Linked DNA regions of Gossypium hirsutum: region 1 is linked to region 2. A link is a contact called in public Hi-C data. All regions are on one chromosome and are shown on one strand. The core of a region is the stretch at or near the end of the contact, and the rest is flanking DNA. Distances in the headings are between cores, read along the strand shown. Region 1 has its middle 20 kb from the start of LOC121216154. Region 2 holds the start of LOC107945745.

The links. A called contact is a pair of places that touch in the nucleus more often than the background predicts.
Region 1: a contact with region 2 is called in a Hi-C map of leaf, with 4 times the contacts expected there. The contact joins the enhancer-like site here to the promoter of LOC107945745 in region 2. A contact is called at or near these places in 2 of 34 Hi-C or Micro-C datasets (both in leaf).

Annotation. Positions count from the first base shown.
Region 1 is chrD04:24,635,020-24,641,918 of Gossypium_hirsutum_v2.1, reverse strand. No RefSeq gene overlaps it. Among protein-coding and RNA genes, the nearest start is that of LOC121216154, 20 kb to the left of the region's middle. Within about 2 kb of position 2,863, at least 4 of the 9 cell types and tissues checked have an H3K27ac peak or open chromatin away from gene starts, as enhancers often do. A contact at or near this core is called in leaf, where this site is marked.
Region 2 is chrD04:24,190,692-24,197,261 of Gossypium_hirsutum_v2.1, reverse strand. It overlaps LOC107945745, which reads right to left and starts at 2,349. Exons shown (of 4, transcript XM_016879851.2): 1 at 1,696-2,349; 2 at 1,402-1,451; 3 at 858-928; 4 at 1-732. The coding sequence starts at 1,956. The coding sequence ends at 41.

The DNA of each region.
Region 1 (6,899 bases), core at 1,614-4,113, 440 kb before region 2:
AAGATAACACAAAACCAAAGAGAGATGCTCAGAGGCGCCTTAATCCACCCATGATGGAGGTAGTAAAGAAGGAAATCCATAAACTGTTGGATGCTAGAATGATATACCCGATCTCCGATAGTGATTGGGTTAGCCCGATTCATGTCGTGGCCAAGAAAACTGGCATGACAGTGGTGAAAAACTCGTCAAGAGAGCTAGTCCCTACCCGAGTCCAGAATGGATTGAGGGTTTGCATCGACTACAGAAAGTTGAATGCAGCTACCCAGAAAGACCATTCACTTCCCTTCATCGATCAAATGTTCGAGCGATTAGCTGGTAAGACCCATTATTGTTGTTTCAATGGGTACTCGAGATTTTTCCAAATTTTGGTGGCTCCTAAGGATCAAGATAAAACAACTTTCACATGCCCTTTTGAAACGTTCGCGTATAGACGAATACCGTTTAGACTCTGTAATGCTCCGGCCACTTTCTAAAGATGCATGGTGTGCATATTCTCCAATTATGTCGAGAAAATCATTGAAGTCTTCATGGATGACTTCACGGTGTACGATAACTCTTTTAACGAATGCCTCAATAATCTTGCTAAGATAATACAAAGATACCTAGAATTTAATCTTGTTTTAAATTACGAAAAATGTCACTTTATGGTTGACAAAAGATTAATTTTAGGTCATATAGTTTCCTCGGAAAGAATTGTGGTCGATAAGGCAAAAACAGATATTATTAACTCATTACCTTACCCCACATCTGTGAGGGAAGTTCGTTCGTTTCTTGGCCATGCAGGATTTTACAGACGATTCATGAAAGACTTCTCGAAAATCACGCACCGCTTTGCAGTCGTTACAAAAGGATAAAGAATTTGAATTTGACCAGACCTGTAAAGACGCATTTGACATGCTGAAGCAGAAATTGGTCTCCTCTCCCATATTGCAACCATCAAATTGGAACTTCCCGTTCGAAATCATGTGTGATGCAAGTGACCGAAGTGTGGGAGCTATTCTTGGCGAAAGAATAGGGAAAGAGCCTCATGTTATCTACTATGCTTCAAAGACTTTGGATGCTGCCCAAAGCAATTACACAACCACTGAGAAAGATTATAAGCTGTAGTGTTTGCTTTAGACAAATTTAGATCTTACCTATTGGGAACTAAGGTGATTATCTTTTCTGATCATACAGCTTTGAAATATTTAATAGGGAAGGAGGAGGCAGAACCTCGACTGATTAGGTGGATTCTGCTCCTACAAGAGTTCGATTTTGAAATCCAGGATAAAAAGGGATGCGAAAACTTAGTAACTGACCATCTGAATCGATTATCGATTTCAGTAGACGACACACTATTGAAAGACAACTTCCCAGATGAAAACCTGTTTTCAGCAAAAGCAGTTCATCCTTGGTACGCAGACATAGTAAATTACCTCATTACAGGTACTGTTCCTTCGAAATTACCAATTTCAAAAAAAGATAAGATAAGAAAATATGCTCGGTATTACATCTGGGACGACCGTAGTTGACTTTCTTAAAAGTTCTATTTTTTCTAGGTATGGCACTCCACGAGCATTAATCAGTGACAGAGGAACTCATTTTTGCAATAAGCTCGTAAGTGCACTTATTGAGAAATATGGAGTGACTCAACGAATTGCCACTGCTTACCATCCACAAACAAACAGGCAAACTGAAGTGTCGAATCGAGAAATTAGGTCCATTCTAGAAAAGACTGTTAAACCTAACAGAAAGGATTGGAGTTTGAGACTAAATGACACACTTTGGGCTTATAGGACAGCTTACAAGGGACCAATAGGCATGTCACCTTACCGACTCGTTTTCGGTAAATCGTGCCATCTCCCAGTCGAATTAGAGCACAAAACATTTTGGGCAATTAAGTAGTGTAACATGGAGATAGAGTCTGTAAGAAGGTCTCGAAAGTTGGACATCTAGGAACTCGAGGAAATTAGAAACGATGCATATAAAAATGCTCGAGTTTATAAAAAAATGACGAAGGTGTTTCATGACAAGCTAATCACTAGGAAGCAGTTTTCAATAGGACAAAAAGTTCTATATGACTCCACCTTAAAAATTTTCGCTGGTAAGCTTCGATCCAAATAAAAAGATCCATTCATTATAACTAATTTATTCTCGAATGGTGCAGTGAAAATTCAAAGCGAAGAAACCCGGAAGTGCTTTAAGGTGAATGGTCAAAGACTGAAACCCTTTTACGAGAATTTTCAAACGCACACAGTTGAAGAGATTGTTCTCGAGGAGCCCAGAACTTGAATAACAGGTCGTCAAGCTAACAACGTTAAACAAAATGCTGTTGGGAGGCAACCCAATTTTTTTCCTTTATGCAAATAAAATTTTTGGAAGGTAAAATAGAAAGTGAGAATGCATGTCAAGAATCGGTTCTACCTAAGGAAAGACTTGGTACTTAAGAATGTCCATTGTGACTCACCTTTCTTTCTTGGGAACTGACCTGGTGCATTTATCACGACTATTTTACTAAATCCCATAATCTTAGTTTTTAATAATTTATTTCTTAAATATTTGAGCATAGCATTAGCTAAGCTATAAATTCGAGAAATAAAAATTACAGATTTTAATTTTTATTCTAATTAATTTTAATTTTAATTTTAATTTTCTATTTTTTATATTTTACAGATAGACATGCCAAGACAGAATTTGAACCACCATTTAACCCAATTCACTACCCAAGTTAACCCATTAGCTACAAACTAACCAAAACCTAAACCCATCATACTTACCCAAACTCAAACCCAAAAATTAAGCCCAAAAACATCCCAACCGTCCACCCTTCCCAAATAAAAAAAAAAAACCTAACCTTTCACCCATCAAATCTTAAGCTTTCGCCTATCACATCCTAGCCATCTTTTCACCTAGAAAACTTCAACCCCATACCCCATTTTAATTCATCCCTCTCTCTCCAACCGTCTACCCTTTTTCAAATTAAAAAAATATCCTTTCACCCATCAAATCCTAACCATCCACCTATTTTTCACCTAAGAAAACCTAACCCCATTACCCTCATTTTGACCAATCAAATTCTTCTAACAAAAACAAACAAAAACTTTCTTTCAGATATTTATTTCTATCTTTCTTCATAAACCCCTTCCCTTTTCACCACCACTCACCACCATTCAAAACAAAAATGAAAAAACCCGATTCACCGCCCCACCATGGTCCGCACCCGTGAACGCATGACGCAAGAACCACCCTCTGCGGTTAACCGTTGTCAAAACTGCTTCTCCGCTCCGCCCTTTGTAACCATCGACTCCGACAAGTCTCCTCACTCTTCGTCGCCGCAACCACGTCTTATAGAAGAAATCACAGCCCAACTCCGATTACCATTGTCTACCTACCCCATGAGCCACCTATTTCGGACTACCATTCTCCAAACAACCAAAATGAACCGCCAGACTCATCCGACAACCACGATCACCTTTCCTCCCGATCAAACTTACGTGCGCAGCAACCTACACGACCACGGCCTTTGAGAAGAATTTCGCAACCCCCGAACGACGACATTGAACCACGTTCGACGCAATGTTCACAAACCTGTGCTTGGCAACAGCCACCGTTGGCTGGTTCATCAACTCCAATGGCAAAAAAATGTTGAAAATAGTGGAGATAAAACGGATAATGACGGAAGTCGAGCATCTGCCCATAATGACATTGACTTTTTCCCACGTGAACGCGGTCGATTTCGGAAAGGAAAAGGATTTATACCCCCGGAGAATAGATTCTGTGGGAATCTAACGTTCACCAACTCGGCATACCAAGTCGAACAAATCCAACATCGCCATCTTCCTATATGTAAGCACGTACACCCATTCTCATTATATTGTTTAGATATTAAAGAATCTGTTAATTAATATTTTGAAGCTATTGGATGGACTGATTTTGCTGCCATTAATGAACCTACATATTATGAGTTGGTTTCTGAATTTTATTCTACATATCATTTTAACCGCTCTACTAATACCGTGTAGAAACCTCACGCTATCTCTTTTTGCTTACTTGTTGTGCATTATAATCTATCAAATTCTAAGTTTAATGTTGCTTTAGGATTCATTAGTGAGGAATAATTAACAACTGATGACTATCACGAATCATATCTCGACATACCACCTGACTTTGACACTAAAGAAGCTTTGGCATTGTTAACTAAAATGAGACAAATATCGTACGACCCGAAACATTGTAAAGACATAGGAATTCATAGTCCTGCACTTAGATATATACATAAATTCCTTACTTTCAATTTTTTCGAACGTAATGATGCATCTGCCTCTTTAACTAAGACTGAATTATTCTTTCTATAGTGCATGCATTTGGGTAGGAAGGTGAATTTAGGCTATTGGTTTGCTATTCAGTTTCAGCATGTTTTACGGTCGAATCGGCCACTAATTTTGGGTACTTACATCACACGTTTAGCATCCAATTTGAATCCATCAGCTATCAATTTTAGTTCTTTGAATTTGGCATATAAAACAGACTCTTTAAATACGTACTGCTTGGATTCTATGGGGTTACTTGCCGGTACCCCTTCTTCTTTTTATTTTATTCCTCTAAGTACGAGAACGGATCGGTCGCATAGAGTGTTCTGACGAAGACACCAGCACGAAACGGAGCCTCCAACTTCCGTCGAATCTCGGTTGACTCGAATCGTGGAAGGACTCGAATCTTTACGCACCTTAGTGACAGACGTTCTCACCCACCTACGAGACCACCCTCCACGACATTAAATTACATAGGGAGTTAATTTTTCCTTTCCCTACTTACCTTTACGTTTTATCCTTTAATTTAATTTAAATTACATTGGGACAATGTAAAATAAGTAGAGGGAGGGGAACATAAATCGATTCTAACGGCTCTACTTTGCTTATCCGTTGTCGTTATTTTTGCATGTTTCTCATAGAAGGTAAATAATTTTCTTGATAAATTAGGATGGTACACTTGTGGTTTGGCCTATTTAACTATTTAGTTCTTTTCGTATAAACTCTTCAATAGCTTTGATTTAGCCAAAAGAAAAAAGAAAAAAACGAAAAAAAAAAGAAGAGAGAATAAATAATAATACTCCTTTGATACGAATGTTAAGAGTAAAAATTGAGGGAATACATCGGACCGAGTAACCAGAATGTGGTGCTTGGGTTATCATCATGTCTCGCGTAATAAGGTTCGTGTGGCCGTCCAATTACTCCGCTAACAAGCTATCACGAGTAGGGCGAAATAACTCGCTTAGAGACATCCGAATCAAATAACCGGAACATGGTACTTGGGTTGTTATCATGTCTCGCGTCAAAAAATTTGAAAATGTCCTAAGTACAAAAATAATAAAATGAGGGGTAGGTCCTTATTTCTTAGGCTAGGTTATTTGAGATGATAATATGTAAGGACTAAATTGTTAAATTGTGCAAACCATGGAGGGTCAAGTCCTATTATGGAGGAAATTTTTCCTTGTACAAATACATACAAAATGCTCGAGGACTAACATGAACTAAGTAGGAGGATTTGATTAAATGCTAAAAATACATATTTTATGTAATTTAATTGGTCAATTTATGAGAATGCACTACTGATTTTCTCCATTTTATATTAAATTTTATACAAGGGTGCAATTTGGGGTCAAAAGAGAAAAAAAGAGAAGCAATTGGACTAGATTGAAGAAAGAAGCAAAGAAGGCGGACCAAAATAAAAATTTTCCAAGATGTAATTAGCTGAAATTTTATTTTGACTTAATGAAAAATTATGTAGGGATTTTTGATATCATCAGAATATTTTTCCTTAATTTTCTATGATTAGTGGCCTTTAATTAGGCAAATTCGATAAAGGCAACTAGTATAAATAGGGGCTACTATGTTCATTCATTCATCAAGTTTTTCATCAAGCTCTCATCTTTTAAATTCAATCTTTTCTTTCCTTTATGCAAATTTATTTGTCGACATTGATTCCTTATATTTTTCCATTTATTAGTTTCCAGCTTTGAAAATACTACACCCAAACATTGCGCCACCCACATCTATCCACTTATATTTCTTTTTCATTTATCCACCCCTCTCCAAATATGCCCAACTCCAACATGCCCCAAACCTTAGTCAACTAAATTTATTTCAGCTTTAGGTCGGTGTTAGCTTCATCAAGACCCATGAATTACGAACCCGAGCAATTCAATTTTTAATTTTCAGTATTTATTACTTCTAGCCAGATTAAGAGTATGACTTCATCAACTCACAAAGTTAGATTAACACTAAGTCAAAAAAGACGTCGTTTGAGTTAGTGTGGTTAGACGTACAGTTTGAATTCCAAAAGGATCGATTGTCTAATCAATTTTTCGTGAACACGTTGGCGTGATAAGTGGGTATTGCTGTTTGGTTCTGTCAAGGGAAGTAGTAACCGGATTTAAATGTCTCACGCAGTTGAGAACATTGATTCGAGCTAAGCTCTTCTAGAACGCAAAGCTGCCGGAGTTCTAAACCACAAACGTTCCGTTGGTTGTTCAATCGGTAATGTTTAGTTATAAGACGTTCCATAACTAATTTACACAAGGAAGAGTTGGTGTCCGAGGCATACTTGGTAACTATAAGTAACTTATTTGAAAAGAGGAGTTTATCTAGTTTCGAAGATCAGTTCAAAGATGAGAAAAAACCCGTGCCTAAAGCTGAGCTAAGTTTAATTAATCTTTCTTCAGATTTATTTAACTGTTTTTTTTCAGCTTTTACTTTTTACGCTTTTTTTCTGTTTATTTCAGGTTGTCAATTTTTATCCTTCCCCAAATTTCTTGGGCACGACAACTTCCCAGACGCGAATCTGGTCGAGAAAGAGCAACAATTTTACGTGAACCCAGTCTCTGAAGAATCGGTCCTACTCCCTATACTGCTCAAGTTTGC
Region 2 (6,570 bases), core at 1,100-3,599:
AACCTTTTATTTATTTATTTTCATACACTCTCAGGCTCAGCTAGTTATTATCATCTGCTACTGCAATTGCATTGTCGTTTTGGCCCAGCAAACTACTTATGGATCGAGCTTTAACCATTCCAAGCTTCGCTCTCTTCTTTGTCATCATCAATGGCTTCTGATCCTCTCCTTCTGCATCATTCCCACCACTTTCACCATGCAATTCACGCTTTGCTAATTGTTGGGACGAAGAAGAAAGATTGGACAACATCAGACCTTGATTATCACCATTATTAGGCTGTCCCTCCTCCTTTGATGCTAAAGATCGGCTTCGAACACTAGTCATGCTCCTCAACCTACCTTTGCCCAAATGATGCTCGCAAAGAGAGTAACCAACGAGTGTTTGTTGGCAACATCTCCATCCCCTTCCATTAACTCGACTGCACCGCGACCCTTCCATGAGTGCACCACCTCGACCTCTCTTTTTTGCACCACTAGAATTGTTATTATTATAAATACTAGTGCAAGCAATGTCTTTGCTCTCTTGTTCTTCACCATTGCTTTGCTGCTGCTGCTGCTGCACAAGTTTCTTGTTCAGCTTAGTCTTCATCTTGCTGGTACTGCTCTTCATCGGCCGCTTATTATTTGTATCTTTCGCCATTATCGTATCATCATCGTCCCCTGTTGTTTCAACGCTCCCTCTTCTCTTCTTCAATGGAAATGCTTTTTCTCCCTCACCCCATCTCCCAACAGCTTTTAGTTTAAGTGCAATCAAAACAACAACAACAACAAAGTGCAACCACCTTCAAATACTACATCGATCAAACACTAGTGGTTTCATTCTTCCGTTTTGATTAACATATGCAGAAGATTCTTACCTTGATGATGGGAAGAACTCGACTGTGGAGGAGACCCAGTTCCTAGTTTTGCACCCAAAACATTTTTCTCCCTAGCAAACCAACCCAACCCAGAAGATCCACAACCACAAACATAAATTTTTTTTAAAGAAAAAAAATGGAAAAAAATGAATGAAATTAGTGCAAAACATGGAGCAAGATGTAAATAACATTGGTTGAGAGTTGAGACGGGGACCAGCATCCGATGCTAACGTGCACCGCATGGACATATATATTAGTTAACCAAAATTGAAGATAAAAGAAAAAAGAAAAAAAGATTAGATTAGATAGGAAGGTATGGTTGCTAGCCAAAGCTGAAATAAAAACACCTAAAAACAGTATTTCCAGTTACAGTATTATTTTCATTTTTGTAGAATTCTTTCATTTTAGTGTTGGTGTTGGTTAAAAAGTTAAGATCAAGACCCTTCTTTTTTTTTTCACCTTTTTACTACAAGATTTTATGAAATAACAGAAGAAATTTGGTTTTTGTTTTTAATTTAAACTTTTTTAGCCCTTCAGTTCTTACCTGGTGTCATTAATCTTCTCCTCTTCTTCTTCTCCTCCAGGCTTCAAAACCTACAAAAAGAAATAAAAAAGGTCCCACTTAGCAAGTTTGTAATTTTACCTGATGCAACTTTCATGGGTGCAAATTAATCAAAGTAAAAAGAGAATTCAAACAAGAGATGCTTTATTTCTTTTTGTTACGTTGAACACTAGTGCAGTCTCAGAAACAAAGTTAAAACTATGATAAAAATGAAAGAAAGGAAATAAGATGTACTATTTAGTTGTTTGTAAGGATTGAATCATTGAACTAACTAACCAAGTAGTCTTGTTTGTTCTTCGTGAGTTGTTTTCCATGTGTTGTTCCATCACGGGGTTGGGTTGGCAGTGCTTGGCCGATCGGATGATCAGATTGAGAAGGGTAGTGAGGATCAAAGCAGCAAGGAGTGGGTGGTTGTTGCTGCCGTAGCGGGAGTTGCACCACCGCTACCGGAGGGCGGTTAAAGTTGGGATCTGATGAAAGGGGTACTGGTGAAATGGAAGAGAAAGGTAGCGGAACCTGTCTTTTCCTGATCCTCATCGATGCGAGATAAGATTTTCCCTTTCTTTCTCTCTCGAGAAAATAAAAAAACAAAACACTCAAGGAAACCAAACCAAAGCTAAGCAAGATATAATCAATCTTTACAAGGCAAAGACAAGAAAAAAAAAAGTCTGATTTTGCTTTGAGAGAGAAATAAAAGAAAGGAGAATATATGGAAAAATAAATGCAAAACCCAAATATTTATAATAATTACTACTAATTTTTTTAATATTATTCAGTAATTTGTTTCTCTCTCTAACTTTTATTTGTTGCACCACAGAAAGGGGAAGAAGGGGTGATGCACGTGGGGAGCACGTGGGAAGGTGGTAACCGGTTGAGAAGGTAAACGGTGGAGGAATCGGGAGGGGAAGGCCAGGGTGGAAACGAGGGGAGAAACCAAATGATGGGAGTGGGTAGTTTTATCGTTTATACTTTTTGGATGAGATTGGTGGGTCCCTCTCTTCTCCTCTCTAACAGCAACGACTCTGATCTGTTAATTGATGCCCCCCTTTTTATTTTTAAAAAATTATATTAACTCTACCTTTTTTTTTCTATTCTATTTTTTATTCTTCTCGATATATCCTAGATAAATAAAGTGTTTCAATTCCTATATTTTTTTAATCATTTTTTTTCTAATTTTAAAGGGTAAATTATACTGCAAGTCATCTTAAATTACCGTTGTTCCTATTTTGGCAACTTTAATTTCTTTTCAATTTAGTCACTTTAATTAATATAATTATTTGAATTAGTCACAGATGTTAAAAATTTCGTTAATCCATCGAGTTGTTAACATAATATTTTTTTAACTTTGACAAAAGTTAGAGACCTCTCTATATTAGTCAAAATCACTTTATTTTTATTTGCAACATATGTGTTGGGGATAGACCTGATTAAGCAACGAATAAGTAAAAATAGCAGAAGAAATTGAGAATTTGAACACACAAATTTAACGTGAAAAAATCCCTCCAAAGAAGATAAAAAATTACGAAGAAAGATAATTTTACTATAATGGCAAAAGAATGAAGACTACAAAAGATAGAGATAAAAACTAAACCGCGAAACTCGAAAATAAAGAACCCTCTAAACGTAAACACAAAATTTACCAAAAGTGTTATGAGTTTTAATTTTTTAATGGATGTCTTTTCTAAGGTTATAAAAGAGCCTCTTTATAGGCTAAATTCGTAGGTCAAATAATAATAAACTAATCTAGACTAATCAAAGTTCGACTGAAACAAATAAATAGAGTTTAACTGGGAGATTATCTCTACAATTTGACTGAAATATGAGGCATACTCAACAAATCTCCACCTTGACTCATATTTCCACAACACCATCTTTGCCAAAACTTGCCATCGGCCTATCTTGAACAATGTAGGGAATTAACTGAGTCGAATTTGTGCTTAAAAGCAAGAAGACCTCTAGCCTTTGACTTGTGCACTGCCAAATCAAAACTAACTCGAGTTTGATTTTCACGAACACAGCGCCTTAACTTTTCAAAACCTGTATCTGAAAGAGAACATCTCTTCAACAAAATGTTCATACATTTTTCCCTCCTATGACTAAGTTGCCTCCGCTCCAAACTAGTTGACTTCGACTCTGTAATGGACGAGAGACGCTTGATTTCACCGGTCAGTGTTGAACCTTCCAAAATATAAAGGTTATTGGTCCTTTTACCTTTTAACAAAACGAGAGCCCCATGAGACACCTTAATGTTGCTCGACTCGATGTTGATTCTGCAACCTTTCGAGTCTAAAATACTCAAGGAGATGAGATTCTTTCGTAAATCAGGTAGAAACCTGACATCTAAGAGTGTCCTAATCATCCTTTCGTACATATTAATTTTAACAGTCCAATGTCGATTACCTTACTGGATGAATCGTTTCTCATGCGCACAACTCCATCTTCAACTGAACTGTATATGGAGAACCATTCTCTGTTGGGACACATATAGAAAGAACATCCCGAATCTAGGATTGACTCAGACATAAGCTCGGAGCTATCACTCGTTGACAGTAATAAGAAATCATCACCGCTTTTGTTGACCAAATTAACACCAGCTACATCTTCCTTGTTACTCTCAACAACCCTTTTATTTCACATATTATAATAATCTACTTTGACGTGACCTAACTTATTACAATAGTGAAACCTTTTGTCTCGCTTCTTTGATGCTACCAAAATGGAAGTTTACCTATCTGCCTTACTATCCGAACCAAACTCATTGTTGAGTTTTTCTTTACTCAACAAAGGACCTTTCACATCTTTAAATGAGAGTTTGTCTCTGCTATAAATCAAGATCTACTTGAAAGACTTGTATAAAGAGGGTAAAGAGCACAATAGTAGAGTAATAAATTGACTAATGTGATCTCTAATAAGCTCACATTCATTCATGCAAAACGTAAATAGACGTTGTTTCAACACTAAACGGTTAGCTAGAGACTTGATCGTATAAAGAGTTCCTAACCTTCTAATGTGATCCCACCCTTTTTGATGAGCCTACTTGCTAGCATGACATCACTAACCACCCTTTCTAATGTAGAAATGTCTGAAATTTATTCATGATTTGTTTCCAGTATTGAGGTTTCCTTTTTTTTCGTTCTCTGTTTTGTTGCTGAAAAACTAAGAGAAAAATGAAACTCTGATCTTGAGTTCTAAACTTGTTTTAGTCTTATCATAAAAGTGAGTTAGCTAAAACTAGGTTCAATCAAGGTTATTATTTTACCTTTTCCATGTTCCATGCTTCTTAAGAACAAATAGAAAAATAAAAAATCCTAACATCAAAATTAAATATTAAAAAGGGAAAGGAAAAAAAGAAAAAAAATTGCTTTACACCTATATTTTAAAGAGAAAATTTGAGTTTAGAAAGTTCATTTTTTTTCTTTTTAAGTAAAAAATTAATATTTTTGGTAGTTTTCTTGGTCAATTTTCTATAATTCCTAAACTATTCTAATGGTTGGTGACTGCTTTATTATTCATTCTAGTACCCTTTTATCGAATAATTCTATGATATAAGGTTATGGAGGAAAATATGTATATTTGGACAACAAAATATAAAAAAATGAAGCTTAATTGGTTGTGTGATATGAATGATTTTCATTTTTTTTGTTAACAAATGATGCATTAATAACATTAGCTTCATCAAAAACTTTAGCCTAGTTGTGGTAGTTGGTGGTCGTAGGGTGGTCGCTGGTGTCATGCTGGTAAGTAGGGTCATGATCATGGTTCATTGTTGCTATCATTTGATTCCTTCTTCTTAAACAGGATTTAAATGTTGATTATGCCACCATTGAAATCTTCATGTTGCAAATAAACTAAAAAATAATGTATTAGACTAATTATAGAGAGCTCTCTGGCTTTAGTCAAAAGTAAAAAAAAAACAAAAAAGCCATGTCAGCAATCCATTAGTAGATTAATGAAATTTTTAACAGAAGTGAGCAATCCAAATAATTATCTTAATTAAAGGGACTAAATTGACAAAAAAAATTAGCATCACTTAAATAAGAACGACACTATTTTAGGGTGACTTGCGATCTATTTACCCAATTTTAAATTATTTTGTAATTGAACTTATATAAAAAATATTCTCAATGGAAAGAAAATGATACCAATTAAACTGATAAGAATAGAATTAAATTATAAAAATTATGTGTTTGATTGAATTAATAATCAAGTTGTTGTTTACTTAAATTGAGATATGTTAATTCCCTACACTATTGAGACATGTGTAAGCATCCAAGGCATCGTTAATTTCCCCGTTGACTCCATATGAAGTAATGTCTTGATGGGCCATCTGTCATCAACTTCTTTGGGTATGACCACCTATTCTTCTCAAAAGGAGCCATCCACCTGGTTTTTTAAGTATAAACACTCCTCAAGTGTGAGCACACCATGATATGATAAGGAGTGTACTGGGAATGATACAAATTCGTCTTGCATAAAGCACATGTACTTTTCGAGAAAAGGTTTATTGCTATAAATATCATAAACTGGCTTAATTTCCAAAACTTTTAAACTTCTGTTGCAATTGAAAATCGTTTTGTTAACCGAATTTTCCAATAATTGGTATCAAAGTAAGGTTGTGCTATATTTATAATATAAATCGATACTAAATTCTCTCTTATTCATGTTGGATTATTTTTTATAAGGTGTGTCATTCTTTGATTAAATGCATAATTTGGGATTAAGTATATGAATGAATATATTTTATTATTTTAATAAATATATGTGATAAATAATTTTTCCAAAATTGAGATTTCTAGAAATTGATTGGGTGCAAATTTAGGCTTTGTTAATTTTTTGGATATGTAATTAGATTGTGACTATCATCTATACATAATTTTTTTTGAATAATTCATGTGAACTAGAAAAAGACTTAGGGTTTTTGTAACCAATTTTTTTCGACGAATCTCGGATAACCGAGACATATCCAAAACTGTTCGAGACGACGCAAAATTAACCTAGCCAATAAAAAAATACCAGTAGTGGGCCGAATGGAGAAAGTCGGGGGTGGCCGATAATGGGCCGATTGATGGTGGCAAGTAGTGGTTTGGCCGGCGACAGTGACGGCGTTAATGATAGTGCCATTGGTGGCAGCGACAACAGTAACCTATGATG